Linked DNA regions of Drosophila melanogaster: all the other regions are linked to region 1. Evidence: chromatin contacts called from public Hi-C data. All regions are on one chromosome and are shown on one strand. Each heading gives the region's core, a stretch centred on a gene start, on an enhancer-like site or on the middle of the called end of the contact. The rest is flanking DNA. Distances are from core to core; before and after follow the strand shown.

What was found. A called contact is a pair of places that touch in the nucleus more often than the background predicts.
Region 2: a contact with region 1 is called in a Hi-C map of the Kc167 cell line, with 2.5 times the contacts expected there. The contact joins the promoter of lncRNA:CR44614 here to the enhancer-like site in region 1. A contact is called at or near these places in 8 of 107 Hi-C or Micro-C datasets (the Clone 8 cell line, the Kc167 cell line, the OSC cell line and 3 more) and 1 of 6 datasets of contacts at active chromatin or transcription factors (the Kc167 cell line).
Region 3: a Hi-C map of the Kc167 cell line shows a contact between it and region 1, with 3 times the contacts expected there. The contact joins the promoter of Pph13 here to the enhancer-like site in region 1. A contact is called at or near these places in 6 of 107 Hi-C or Micro-C datasets (the Clone 8 cell line, the Kc167 cell line and the S2 cell line) and 2 of 6 datasets of contacts at active chromatin or transcription factors (both in the Kc167 cell line).

The regions. Positions count from the first base shown.
Region 1 is chr2L:679,944-684,033 of dm6, reverse strand. All of the region lies in intron 2 of ds (dachsous), which reads left to right. Among named protein-coding and RNA genes, the nearest start is that of lncRNA:CR44988, 29 kb to the left of the region's middle. Within about 2 kb of position 1,268, at least 20 of the 39 cell types and tissues checked have an H3K27ac peak or open chromatin away from gene starts, as enhancers often do. A contact at or near this core is called in the Kc167 cell line, the OSC cell line, the S2 cell line and 2 more, where this site is marked.
Region 2 is chr2L:770,195-774,682 of dm6, reverse strand. It overlaps lncRNA:CR44614 (long non-coding RNA:CR44614), which reads right to left and starts at 2,169. Exons shown (of 1, transcript NR_124008.1): 1 at 1,590-2,169. CG12506 reads right to left here and starts at 1,136. Exons shown (of 1, transcript NM_134697.2): 1 at 666-1,136. The coding sequence starts at 1,088. The coding sequence ends at 765.
Region 3 is chr2L:575,391-579,716 of dm6, reverse strand. Pph13 (PvuII-PstI homology 13) reads right to left here and starts at 2,231. Exons shown (of 3, transcript NM_057982.4): 1 at 1,684-2,231; 2 at 1,297-1,562; 3 at 168-1,233. The coding sequence starts at 1,724. The coding sequence ends at 467. It overlaps Ptth (Prothoracicotropic hormone), which reads left to right and starts at 2,821. Exons shown (of 3, transcript NM_001298621.1): 1 at 2,821-3,203; 2 at 3,313-3,636; 3 at 3,695-4,006. The coding sequence starts at 3,117. The coding sequence ends at 3,940. It overlaps cold (coiled), which reads right to left. Exons shown (of 4, transcript NM_001272909.1): 4 at 3,983-4,326.

The DNA.
Region 1 (4,090 bases), core at 19-2,518:
CATGTGTCCTCTGACAAATCCTTATACCTATACTTACTGCAGATACTTACTTATTGCATTATTACGTAGTGATCTGATTTATGCCATCTTTTATTTCAGGTAAGTCCATACACGCTGTGCGATGAATCCATACGAATTGCTTAACTAGGCGTAAGTATTGGGTGACTGTAATTCTCTGTATTCATCCTCCCCTTTGTTTTGGATTCAGCTTGTTGCCTTTGTTGCTTGTTTTGTTGGTTACATGTTGTTCTGTGGCTGCCTGTCGCCTGTCAAGACGTTTGTCAACACACAAAGCAACATGTCAAACAAATGATGTGAGCTAACGATGCCGACACGAAACACAAGAACATCAGAGCTTCAATGAGAAGCAACAGCCGCCACAGAAACAAAATCAGATCGGACCACGCCCCTTGGCAGCGAACTCCCTCGGAGAAGCAGCCATATTAGTGCCATGTTCACTCGCTGTTGTACGTCACTCAAAAGTGGTGCAGCTGGGGTCACCTCACCACCTTACCACCTTTATGCCCATTTAGGATGCATCTATAAGCTAATCCGTTTTCAGTGCCTATATGTGCCTTTATGAGGTGGCATCAAGTCGCGGGAGATTAAAACATTTTCGGACTCTATCGAGAGCAGCAACCTTATAGATTAGTCCACAGAGAAAAAAAAAAGCAGGGAACTAATGATTGATATTATAGATAATAATAATGTTTAAGTGTAATGTAGAACTCAACCTCTTCAGATCTCCGCAATAGTTAAGTGCGTAGTTTATGATTTACTCAAAAATGATTTGATATTGTCCCAAAATATTTCCGGTGCATCATATCTAGTCACCGGCTCATGCACAGCTGGTTGCACAGCTCACTTCTTGGCCAACTAGTCAACCGCTCGGAACGCATCTGTGCGTGAGCTTTTATGTGCATCTTAAATTCTACTAATGAAAACGATCGAGGAGCGGGTGAAACGGGGGGCTTCAGGAGATCCACCCGATACAGGAAGGTGGAATTCGAGCCAAAGAGGGGGAGATAGAGGTGGTGCCCTAATGGCGAGTTCCCGCTTTATGGCCGCGTTGACATTTTTATTAATGCTGGCCTTAATAACAGCAACCAGAGATCCCCCTGGAAACCCACGCCCCTCTCGCGTAGATTTATGATGGCCATAACAATGAATTAAATGTGACATCGATTGCTATCGATAGAGTTGTGGCCTGCGTTCTTTATCGCCCGCCTCAATCGATGCATATGAAAATTAAACTGGACAGCATATACACATGTGTACGTATGTACGTATCTGTGAGATCAGGATGGCGATACCGTTCTCCCGCTGCGAGGTTATGCAATCGTCTGCCTCGTATTTCAAATCGCCTGACAGCCACATTTCATCTCCACTTGAGGGAACTCCTTCCCCACTCTTGCGTCTCCTCTTTGCACTATATAATTAGCTTCATCAACGCAATAATCATGCTGTAAACAAATGCTGGGGATCGCAGGGCATTAAAACTTAAATTACCCCCAGAATGGAGAGCCAAAAAAGAAAAGGGTCTTGAAGAATGAGCCAAGTAAAGGCTTCGATATAATTATTATTTTATCCCCACAATGTAGAGAAATTCTACCTCTTATAATGAGGGGCTATTGTGCCGGCCATCCGATTCCGATTGTGTGGGTACAAATGTCTGGCCAAAAATTACAATCAAATTATGATGCGAAACGAGACAATTTCAGCTCGTAATTAGAGCCAGGGGAATTTCAGTCGCCGTCTGCGATTGTGTCCATCAATTGGAACTTCACAGTGCGACTCGAAGGTAGAATCTCTGTTTCACTTGTCTGGTCCCAGACAGCATCGGGTTTCTCGCTGGGTTTCGGAAATAACGCCAGACGACTGCGGCGAATCTAAAAAGATAACCTAACCTAGAGCTACGAAACCAAAAGTGCTCGGATCGCAGAGCTAACCGCGAAACTCACATTGTGAGCTTGCATGTAAAGCAAAACGAGACAAGTGGCTACAGAGAAGCCCCCTCCCTACCCACATCTCTATATATCTGGGTTTCCATTGGTTTGTGCCCTTAGAAGGGAATAGACGAATTGATTTTGCGCTCGGCTGCAGAAGATCAAAGCGGCCAGTGAGCATTTTCTACTTCGGATTGGGTGTCGACAGATTCAGACTCAGATAACAGACATTCTGCGGTTTGCCCAACACACATAGATGGATCGAGGGAGAGAGCTTTAGATTTTGTTTTTAGTAACATTCCATTGGAATGATTCACAGGTTTTTCGCCCAATTATTATTATTAAAGGAGAATCCCTAAACAACAACATTAGTAAAACATTTCCAGATACTTTACTTTTTTGAGTGCTTTAAGATATAAAAAGAAATAATATTTAAGTTTTCTATCAAGATGAAATACGTTAACTGTTTTATATTTCGGCTGTCCATTTTGGGCTCCCAAAGGAACGCCGCTTTTGAAATTAAGGTTACGTCCACTACGTGGCGAGTTAACTACTTTGTAGCATCTGCATCTTTAGGATCTGACCACCTGACAAACTGACAATGTTTGCCCGTTCACAGCATGCCACTTGGTCCAAGGTCCCGCTCTTCCTTGGATTCCTCAGAGCTCCTTTGCTTTTTTCTCCCAAAGTTTACGACTTACGAGTCGGCGGTAGCGCATACAATTAGAGTTTTAATTATCGTCTTTGGCTCTTTATTTCTTTTGTTGGCCGCTTCGGCGGTCCCGATTCCCCCGGCTCTCCATCTTCTTTGCGGCCGCTGTCCGTTTTTTGTCGTCAGCGGTAAAAAACTAATAATTTGCAGTAAAAAGATAACAACATTGCCAATGGAAATGCATTTCCCCCAGCCCCTGGCTTTTTCCCCAGGAGCCACACAAGTTGCTCAAAGCGTCCCATAACTTTCGGGGCGGTGTCCCCCTATTCACCCAGTAGATTCGCCGACTGCTAAGAACAGAACAAAAAGTCGGCAAATAATTTACAAAATTTTATGAGCCGGTCGAAGAAATGGGAGGGGTTTGGGGGGAATGCACAGGAAGCTGTTTAGTTTAACAGTTGTGTTGTGCAGGCTGAGATCTGTAAGATGCGCTGCAAATGAGGAATTTAACTTTGGGCGGGTTCATCAATCCCTTCGATTCGAAATTTGATACAACATTTGATACATGTGTGTGGGAATGTTTCGCATTAAAACCTTTTTAATTTTCAAAATAATAACACTTAAGGATCATTTATTTAACGTTTGCTTTTGTTGAGTATTTCACAGAACAAGAGGTTTGATAAACCTGTATATATCTTCAATTGAAAAACCTCTTTCTTATCTGTTTTCTTATTATTTTTAACAATTTCTTTTGGGAGCTGATGGATTTTAAGATGCCCCAGTCACAATTACAAGCTAGTTACTTCTCGCTCGTTACTATCTGATCGAAGGCAAACGAGGCATGAATTAATCGCCTGTGCCTAATCAATTATCTTTACCATCTTTAATTAATTCTATATTATTCGCCCTGCCTCAGTTTTCGACAGCAGCTGCTACTTCTGCATTGCATCTACCAAGGTGCACTTCCACTTCCAGTTCGACGACGCTGATCATCTCCTGCACCTCCTCGGCTCTTGCAAATTGCACTCCACCCCCCGCCATTCATAAATCGTGCGGCATATAACTCAGCCCAATCGGAAATTGCTTTTCGCTTATCGATTTACGCGCCTAATCTACGAATATACGGCCCAAGACAATTTTCAATTTTGCACTAAATTTAGTCGCCTGAGCATTCCACCCATGCGCATGAATGTTTTAGTGAGATTTTGGGTCATCTTCCTCTGAAATACATTTCGATGATACAAAAAAACACCAAGCTGAAACAAACGGCAAGTCGTACGCATCTAACGTATTATCATCTATCTCCAACTGATTTGCATAATCTGCTATTAATTGCGCCGATATAAAGCTCTGTAAGGCAAAAGAGAGAGAGGGCGAGAGACAGAAGCAGGATAGACAATTTATTGGACCCAAACGCCAACAAAAACATTTGGACAGCCGGGCTCGAGGGCAATGGATTCCCCAACTCATCTCCACTTTTGTGTCCCCTTTC
Region 2 (4,488 bases), core at 920-3,419, 90 kb before region 1:
ATGGATACTTTCCGGCTCAAGTGGGTTAATCGCTTATGGATCTCAGTGGGTTTAAGCCCTGCCGCAGAGTCCAGTCAATGGCGAAGCTGGCTTGAAGCGCCTTTGCACTGCACTCTGGTGTCCGCTCTGCCCGGAGTGGGAAATGCAAATCAATTGATCACTTCGCCGGTCCACGACTGATGGCCTTCCACCCACCGACCACCGCCCAGCCAGTTCCGCCCCCTAAAAAGCCACCCCCTCTGCGACCAAACACTCCAGTGCACTAAAAGTGGCCGCTTCGCTGAGCAGCGAGTGGATGAGGAAGACGACTTTGTACTGCATTTCATGAGCCACCGCATATGCGTTTTCCCCTACACTTTTCCCACTGCCGTTTGCAACTGCTGTTTGTCGCTGATTTCGGTGCGGGGAGGGGGGAACTCTTTTAGTGGCAATTTTGCGGGATGCTCGGGGAAAGGAGGTTGCATTCCTGGGATTTGCTCGAAAGTGGTTTTTAGCAGCAGCACAAAAGTGTTGCACACTTTTTGGCGTCAATTGCTGCTTCAGAATAATTCCCAGCATTTTTTGTCATATGAGCACAGGCTTAATTAAACGATTTGCAGGCATTAGCTTTAATGACTCCATGACGCTTAAAAGCGGATTTTAACCGAATTTAGCTACAACACATTAGAGTACTGATATCAATTTATTTCAAGAACTTGTATTGATAAAGGGAATGGTAAGGAACTGAGCAAGCCTGTTCGCTTTCATTAGGATCAATCTATAAGTTACGAAGAGGAAACCTCTGTGCTGCTGGATTCAGTGCTGGTAGCCTCAGTGGTCGAAGTTGTGGTACTGTTGGAGAGTTCAGTTCCATTCGGAGGCAGACCCCATGGACCGCCAGGACCACCCTGCTGCTGACCTCCCTGCTGACCTCCCTGTTGTCCTTCCTGGGATCCTTCCTGGGATCCTTCCTGGGAGCCTCCCTGCTGGCCTCCTTGCTGACCATTTTGAGATCCTCCTTGCCCACCCTGCTGTCCACCTTGTGGTCCGCCTTGAGCAGCAGCCAGGGCAATCAGGGCGAAGAGGGCAATCAGAATGAAGGAACGCATTTTCTCTCTGGCAGTTCGGCTTTGCTTAGTGGAAATTCAGGTTGTGATGCTTTTTCCAAAAGCCTAAGCCTTTTTATATTCTCTAAGACTTCATATTTTCCCACAGAAGTCCCCTCAAAAACAGCTGCTGCCCGGTTACGTCACAGAAATCATATCAAAGAAACGTATGAGGTAAATGGAAAAAACCGAAGCACAATTTGTTCTTGAAAAAGTACAAATGTTTAGCATTGACTCATTCATTTATCGTCTTTGCATTAGAAGCAGCTGCTTTAGCTTCTAGATTTTCATTTCTAGTTCTGTTTTTGATTTACTACTTTAGTTTCCATTTATTTACTATTTGCGCTCAGCGTCTTGATCTGTTTGCATATTTACAAGTTTAAATTATAAATATTGGTAATAATTCAAGCAAAGTAATTTTTTGGCAAGCTCAATTTAAAATCCTTTCAGGTAAGTTTTGAAGACAACATGGAGCCGAGCTCAGTAGCCACTCAATTATATTTTAGTTACACATCAAGAAAATATTGACTTTGAGGAGCACGTGGGCGGTGGAGCTAAGAAGAAACAGTTGATCCCTCACGGCGAGAGCGTAATAAATTAGCCAGCAATGAACTCCAGCAGCGCTGGCGTCATAAATCATCTTCGGGACTAGGATTTTGAGTCCTAATTATCGCGCTACTCACTGGGCCAAAGCCTTTTTCTTCTGCTCCATCTACCGCCAGGAGCTCCCACATCCCTCTCCGACAACCATGACGAGTCCATCCATGACCAAAGCTAATCACGAGCACTGGCCTGTGCGAAACTGAAGCCAAGCGCAAAAAATGTTGCCACGCATAAAAATTTTGTGGGCCGCAATGGAAACTGAGGCGATTATCTCGTGTTTTTTTCCCAGAAGGGGCGTGAGTGGGCGGGGCTGGGGTTGCGATGGGTAGGGCCTGGGATTGGGAAATGATGGAATGATGCCCCGACGGCACCAGCAGCCGCTCAATTATTCCTGCCTATTTATCCTGGCTTCGATTTTGTGTGTGTTTTTGCGGAGTTAAAGCGTCGAAATTGTAACTGAAAATCCGTTTAAAGACGTCTCTGGGCGGCTGATGTTGAAAAAATTTGATTTTAATTGAATTTCTCATTTTCGGCGTGGCCTATTCAGGGGTTTTGTTGAGGGCCGTGACGTTGGCAAATTCAATTTGCCGCTAAATGAGCTAAATGCGATTAAACTCGGGCAGACAGACTGCACGGCTCCCCGTCCAGTTCGCCATATTAAAGCCGAGGTCGTCGAAGCCTCTTAGCTGGGCCAAATTGTATTTTGGCCAGGACCAGCAAGACAAGACCGCCTTTGCGGCATGTGTAACATACAGTCATGGTCAAAATTATTTTCACAAAGTGCATTTTTGTGCATGGGTCACAAACAGTTGCTTGTGCAGCAAGTGGGGGGAGGTGAAATGCAAAAAAACTTTTGCTTTTGCAAATTCAAACCTATGCAGAGTCAGATGAAAGAAGAATTGAAAAAATAACTGTTCCTATGCGCAAGGAAGAGGCAAATGAAGAGATCTTTATCAGTTGTCAGAAGTATTTGCACACGGTTTCGTCGCATCACAATTATTTTCACAACGCAATTTCTTCTTCAGTGATTGGTTTAGAGTGACAAGTGCCGGTTTGTTTGCTTAAATACATTTAAATTATTGAATAAAAATTAGATTTAATCATTTTCCTATTACAGTTATTAAATAAAATGCCCAAAACAAAAGAGTTAACAGTTGAGGCCCGGGCTGGTATTGTTGCTAGGTTTAAAGCCGGTACACCTGCGGCCAAAATAGCTGAAATATATCAAATTTCGCGTAGAACTGTCTACTACTTAATAAAAAAGTTTGATACAGTTGGCACATTAAAAAATAAAAAAAGATCAGGCCGAAAACCTGTGCTGGACCAAAGGCAATGCAGGCAAATACTTGGAGTTGTGGCGAAGAATCCTAGTGCCAGTCCGGTAAAAATTGCCTTAGAATCAAAAAATACAATTGGCAAACAAGTTAGTAGTTCTACAATTCGTCGCAGGCTAAAAGAAGCTGATTTTAAGACATACGTTGTTCGCAAAACGATTGAGATCACACCAACCAACAAAACAAAACGTCTTCGATTTGCGTTGGAATATGTTAAGAAGCCTCTTGACTTTTGGTTTAATATTTTATGGACTGATGAGTGTGCATTTCAGTACCAGGGGTCATACAGCAAGCATTTTATGCATTTGAAAAATAATCAAAAGCATTTGGCAGCCCAGCCAACCAATAGATTTGGTGGGGGCACAGTCATGTTTTGGGGATGTCTTTCCTATTATGGATTCGGAGACTTGGTACCGATAGAAGGAACTTTAAATCAGAACGGATACCTTCTTATCTTAAACAACCATGCTTTTACGTCTGGAAATAGACTTTTTCCAACTACTGAATGGATTCTTCAGCAGGACAATGCTCCATGCCATAAGGGTAGGATACCAACAAAATTTTTAAACGACCTTAATCTGGCGGTTCTTCCGTGGCCCCCCCAAAGCCCAGACCTTAATATCATTGAAAACGTTTGGGCTTTTATTAAAAACCAACGAACTATTGATAAAAATAGAAAACGAGAGGGAGCCATCATTGAAATAGCGGAGATTTGGTCCAAATTGACATTAGAATTTGCACAAACTTTGGTAAGGTCAATACCAAAAAGACTTCAAGCAGTTATTGATGCCAAAGGTGGTGTTACAAAATATTAGTATTGTATTTATATAAAATAAAGAAATTCTTATGTTGAAATTAGATGTTAAGCTGAAATTTACTAAATTAAGTTGAGTGAAAATACTTTTGAAGCGCAATAAACATGTGAAAATACTATTGACAACTTGCATGCATATTTTCTTTTGCTTTAAGCTTTGTACTATGAACCGTTATCTTTCGTATTTCTTTTCGACTACCTTCTGCATAGATCAAGCTAAGCGATAAGAACTATTTCAGGCAAATCGGACAACAACAAGAAGAAATATAACAAAAAGAAGTTGAAGTTTGCAAATATTGTGCGTTGTGAAAATACTTTTGACCACCTCTGTATGTCAGATGGCCGGACTTGGCCTAAATCAATACAATTGTTTGGACCCAGTTACCGCAGCTCCGCACTTGGTCCTTATTTTCCTTGTCCAAGGGACGATGTCAACAAGCGGCGAAATGAAGAAAACAATAAGCCGAAAACTTTTCTTCGTCCTCGAAGATTCGATGCCCTGAAAACTACGCTAGTGGGCAAAATATATTTTTATGCTGCGATATATTTTAATGGAATTCAGTTTGTGACAAGTACGAAAGTATTGTACAGATTTCACGTTTTATAGAATATACTAAGTTCGAATCAATTTCGTTACTATCGAGAGTCTCTT
Region 3 (4,326 bases), core at 982-3,481, 110 kb after region 1:
GGGGGGGTTCCTTTGTTTGGCACACACATGCGGAATCCATAGAAGCTATGGCTGAGCCTGGCCAGAAAAGGTACCCGTGCTCGTAGTCAAGGACCCGTTCCGTTCCGTTTCGTTTCGATTCGATTCGAATGTTTCGAAATTCACAAATGTACACTACGAAAAATATTCTTTTTCAACAATTCTCGTTGTTTTCAAATGTTATAAACTTACAGGTTCTCTTTATGTAAACCACTTTGCTATTTATCAAGACACATTTCCAGGACTAAAGTAATACAACTTCAGATAAACTAGTATTTAGTACTAAAATTTTTGTAAGTTAACCATCCAAATATTTGTAGTCAAGTGTGGCGACCTTGTTGGGTCTTGAACTTAGACATTAACATTGACTAGAAAACAAGAATATAACTAGAGCAGGTTTCGCACTTCAGTTTACCGCTGAGAAACTGAGAATTCGCCTAAGTTGGATTCACATGACATCGCCAGTGATGACACCACCGCCCACTGGGCCGCCCTCATGCTGGTGATGATGCAGTTGCTCCACGAGATCAGCGATTCCTTCCACGCCTATGCTCAAAGAGGGCAGCGACTTGTCCAGCACCAAAAGAGAGGGAGGCGACTTGGGCTCACCCTCTTCCATGCCAAAGGAGGACATGCCAATCCCGTCCAGGCACAGTTCATTGGATGATCCGACCAGCTGGGAGTGACCGCCGTAGGCCTGCATCTGGGACTGCTCCATGCTCAGAATGCAGTCCGCCTTGAAGCTGTCGATCGTGAACTGGTCCACGTCCACGCTGAGAAACTTCATCTCGTCGTAGGCGGAGGAGCCATCGGTCATGTCCAAACTCAATGAGGCGGCAAACTCAAGCCCCGGATGAAGCTGGGGATTGTGCTGCTCCTGCTGGTGCTGCTGCTGCTGCTGCTGGTGATGACTCGAACTCCCGGCGTGAATCGGATCGGATGCATGCTGTTGAGGCGGGTGCTGCTGGAGCTGATTGTCGGAGTCCATCTGCGGGTGTGTCTGCGCTTGCGTTTGCGGAGGATATGTGGACCACTCCATGGAGAGGCCACTGCCACCCCGCTCCAGTCCCAAGTGGTCAATGTTGAGGTTGAGAAATATATTCGGTGACAGCCTAGAGGGCGACATGGCCCCCGTGCCGTAGGAGGCCTTAAGTTCGTTATCAAGGGAGTTCGAGGATTGCGGTGGGGTGTCCGGCAATAGAGTTCCACCGCCGCCTGAAATCAATATGGGTCATTACTAGCGATGGGTTGATAGGTAACAGAGATATCCTTTCTTACCCAGCGCACTATCCAGTTGGCCCAGGACGGCGCTGTCGTCGTAGGACACGTCGAGATCCAACGCACCCTCCTTATAATCTCCGCCAAGCCCACCGATCTTCTCCTGCTTGCGCCACTTGGCCCGCCGGTTCTGGAACCACACCTGCACCCTCGCCTCCGTCAAATCGATCCTCACGGCCAGCTCCTCTCGGAAAAACACGTCCGGATAGTGTGTCCGCTGGAACGCCCTTTCCAGCTCCTGCAGTTGCAGTGTGTTAAATGTGGTTCTGCGGATCATTAGGAAAACTAGTGTTAGTGCACCTATAGCTTTAGTAGATACTTATGAAACTAGTCCAGTTTTTGGATTTATACCGCGATATATGTACATTTCGAATGTATCTGCTATACCTGTATCTCCGCTGCTTGCGCTTCATTGTGCCTTTGTCCATGCGAATCCTGAGCTTCCTGTTGGTGAACGTTGACGTTGGCGGAGTGGGTGGCGAGTAGTGGCCACTGAGGTGTGGATCCCGCTCAATCTCAATATCTCCCTCAGCGAGGATGGGGCTCTTCAAGCGCGTCGTGACATAGTCGCCGTGTGTTTTTCTATTTTTTAACGATTTTCGTCGACACTTCGAGGGCTTCGCGTCGCTGCTTCTTCTCGCTTTTCCGCTTCGACAAATTCCACGGCGGAAAAACTGCACAACAACAACGGCGAAAGCACGGATGAAGTCTTTGGAGACAGGCAGCTGCGGAGCTCAGCATAAGTCGCCCACCAGCGGAATCTGCATCTCCTCCGCTCCTGGTTTTTTATTCTGATTCCGATTCCAAGTCCCGACTTCCCTTGCTCGAACCTATGTAGCTGCTGATGGCTAAGCGATGTCAGATTGTCCAGCTGTGCATGTCCAACCTTGTGGCACGGGCACTGTTCTTGCCTCGACGACGCGAATTCGACTGAGGAGGATTTTGGATTTCCACGGGGAACAGTGACAGTGCGTGCTGTCCGTCGACAGAAGCCGTAGAAGTCGACCACAGTCCACTGGCACTCGCACACTCGCGGGCTCCCTACGAACAGGGGTATATACTATGTGCCTAAGAGGTCTGACCCGGTCTAGCCTCTTGGACAGTCGTTCTAGCCGGGCTTGTTATGCCAGTGGCGGTGCTCCTCACCCAAACTGGCCCAAGTGGGAGACATAGTGAGCTCATAATTTATGGCAACTCATGGTGCCTTCGGAGGATGTGCATAGCTGGAAAATGTTTAAGAATTCTACATAAGACTATAAACCACTATTTTTACCATTCATCTGCCTTTGCACATTATAAAAACAATATTCTTTAAACAAGACCATGAAACGGAAATGTCATCCATTTGGGGGAAATCCGACAAGTAAAATACAATCGGAATTGCATTTCCCACAGCTCCTCACTCAAAAGTATGCTATGGAAAAAGTTTCGGAGCCGTTTCGGAAACCAAAAATCCAGAAACCCACCCTGGTCAACGTTATCGATGGGAGGAGATCGGATTGCCCTTTGCCTCTGCACACATGTCTGGGTCAGTGGGCTTCTTTTGGCTACTCCCACCGCCCAAAGTTCTCCACCTCTGCCGGCACTTGAGGCCTTAAAGCCATTTCCCCCATTGAAGCATTGAAAGCAGCAGAGGAGTATAAATAGCCGAGGGACTCAACCCCATCAGCCGGGCCACTTGAGCTTGGCATGGCTTGCCATTGTTGTGGTGTCAACTGTGGAGTCCATTGTTCCATCCTGTCCAGGTGACGAACCGTAATGGATGCTGCTGCTCTCATCTCTGGCACAAAAGGTAATCCGAGAGGCGGCTTTTGTCCTAAATGGATATAAAAGTATGGCGACTCCTTGGCCAGAGCTGCAGAAGGAGTACAGCGCTGGTCAGGCACAGATCGAGCATGATGCCGTGGGTAAGTTTCATCTGGATGAGAGCCGAAAGATATAGAAACGAAATTACAAAGGAGGGCGCACAAGGATATACTCCGAACTGAATTCATTTTAAAACCCTTCCGTTCCAAGTTGCCCATTTCCATTATGGCAATGGCGCTGCTTAGCCTGACAAATAAAGGAATCGCCAGTCAGTACGCCAGCGATGAAGGTTTGGACGAGATGGTGGGTCTAAGGAGTCTGGAACACCGCGCGGAGGAGCAGCAGCCCGATCGCAGTACATCGAAAATGCTCAGTGCCCTATTCGGATTCAGTCCCAGCACTCCACATCCCACAGAGATGGCGATGGTCATGCCCCATCAGCTGCCGCCCATGTACTATAACGATTTCTATGAGGATCTGGTGACCACCAAACGCAATGATGTCCATTCCGCAGGCTGCGACTGCAAAGTTACGGTTCGTTGGGATACCATTCAGCCGCGTCAGATGTTTATAATTATTTTGTTATTCCCAGAATGAGCTCGTGGATCTGGGTGGTCTGCACTTCCCTCGCTTTCTGATGAATGCCGTTTGCGAATCGGGCGCTGGTCGGGATCTGGCCAAGTGCTCGCATGGATCCAATTGCAGGCCACTGGAATATAAGGTAAAGGTCCTGGCACAGACCTCTCAGTCCGATCACCCCTATTCGTGGATGAACAAGGATCAACCTTGGCAGTTCAAAACGGTCACCGTAACTGCCGGCTGCTTCTGCACAAAGTGATTGAAAGGATGTGAGCAACTATCGTGAATGTGAATTAATTGTATATTAAAGCGCCAAAAAGACGTCAAAGTTGCTTTATTGTGGGAGAGATTCGATATGAAACAGATTGTTATTTTTAAGGCATTCTTTTGATTCTTATATGTAGCTTAATGTTCATGTTTGAGCTTTCTCTTAGATAATTTGTCTAGGATATGTCGTGGATGCAATTCGTATTCATCAGCAAAATTCGAAATAAAGCAATAATCAAAATAGCTCTTGTTGTCATTGATGCACGAGTATAAAAACTGTCCCATAAACGTAAAAAATCTAAAAAACTTGAATCCAGAGAAACAATTTTGTTACAAATAAAATGTAAAGTATTAGAAAAGAAACTTCGCTTCGCAAGG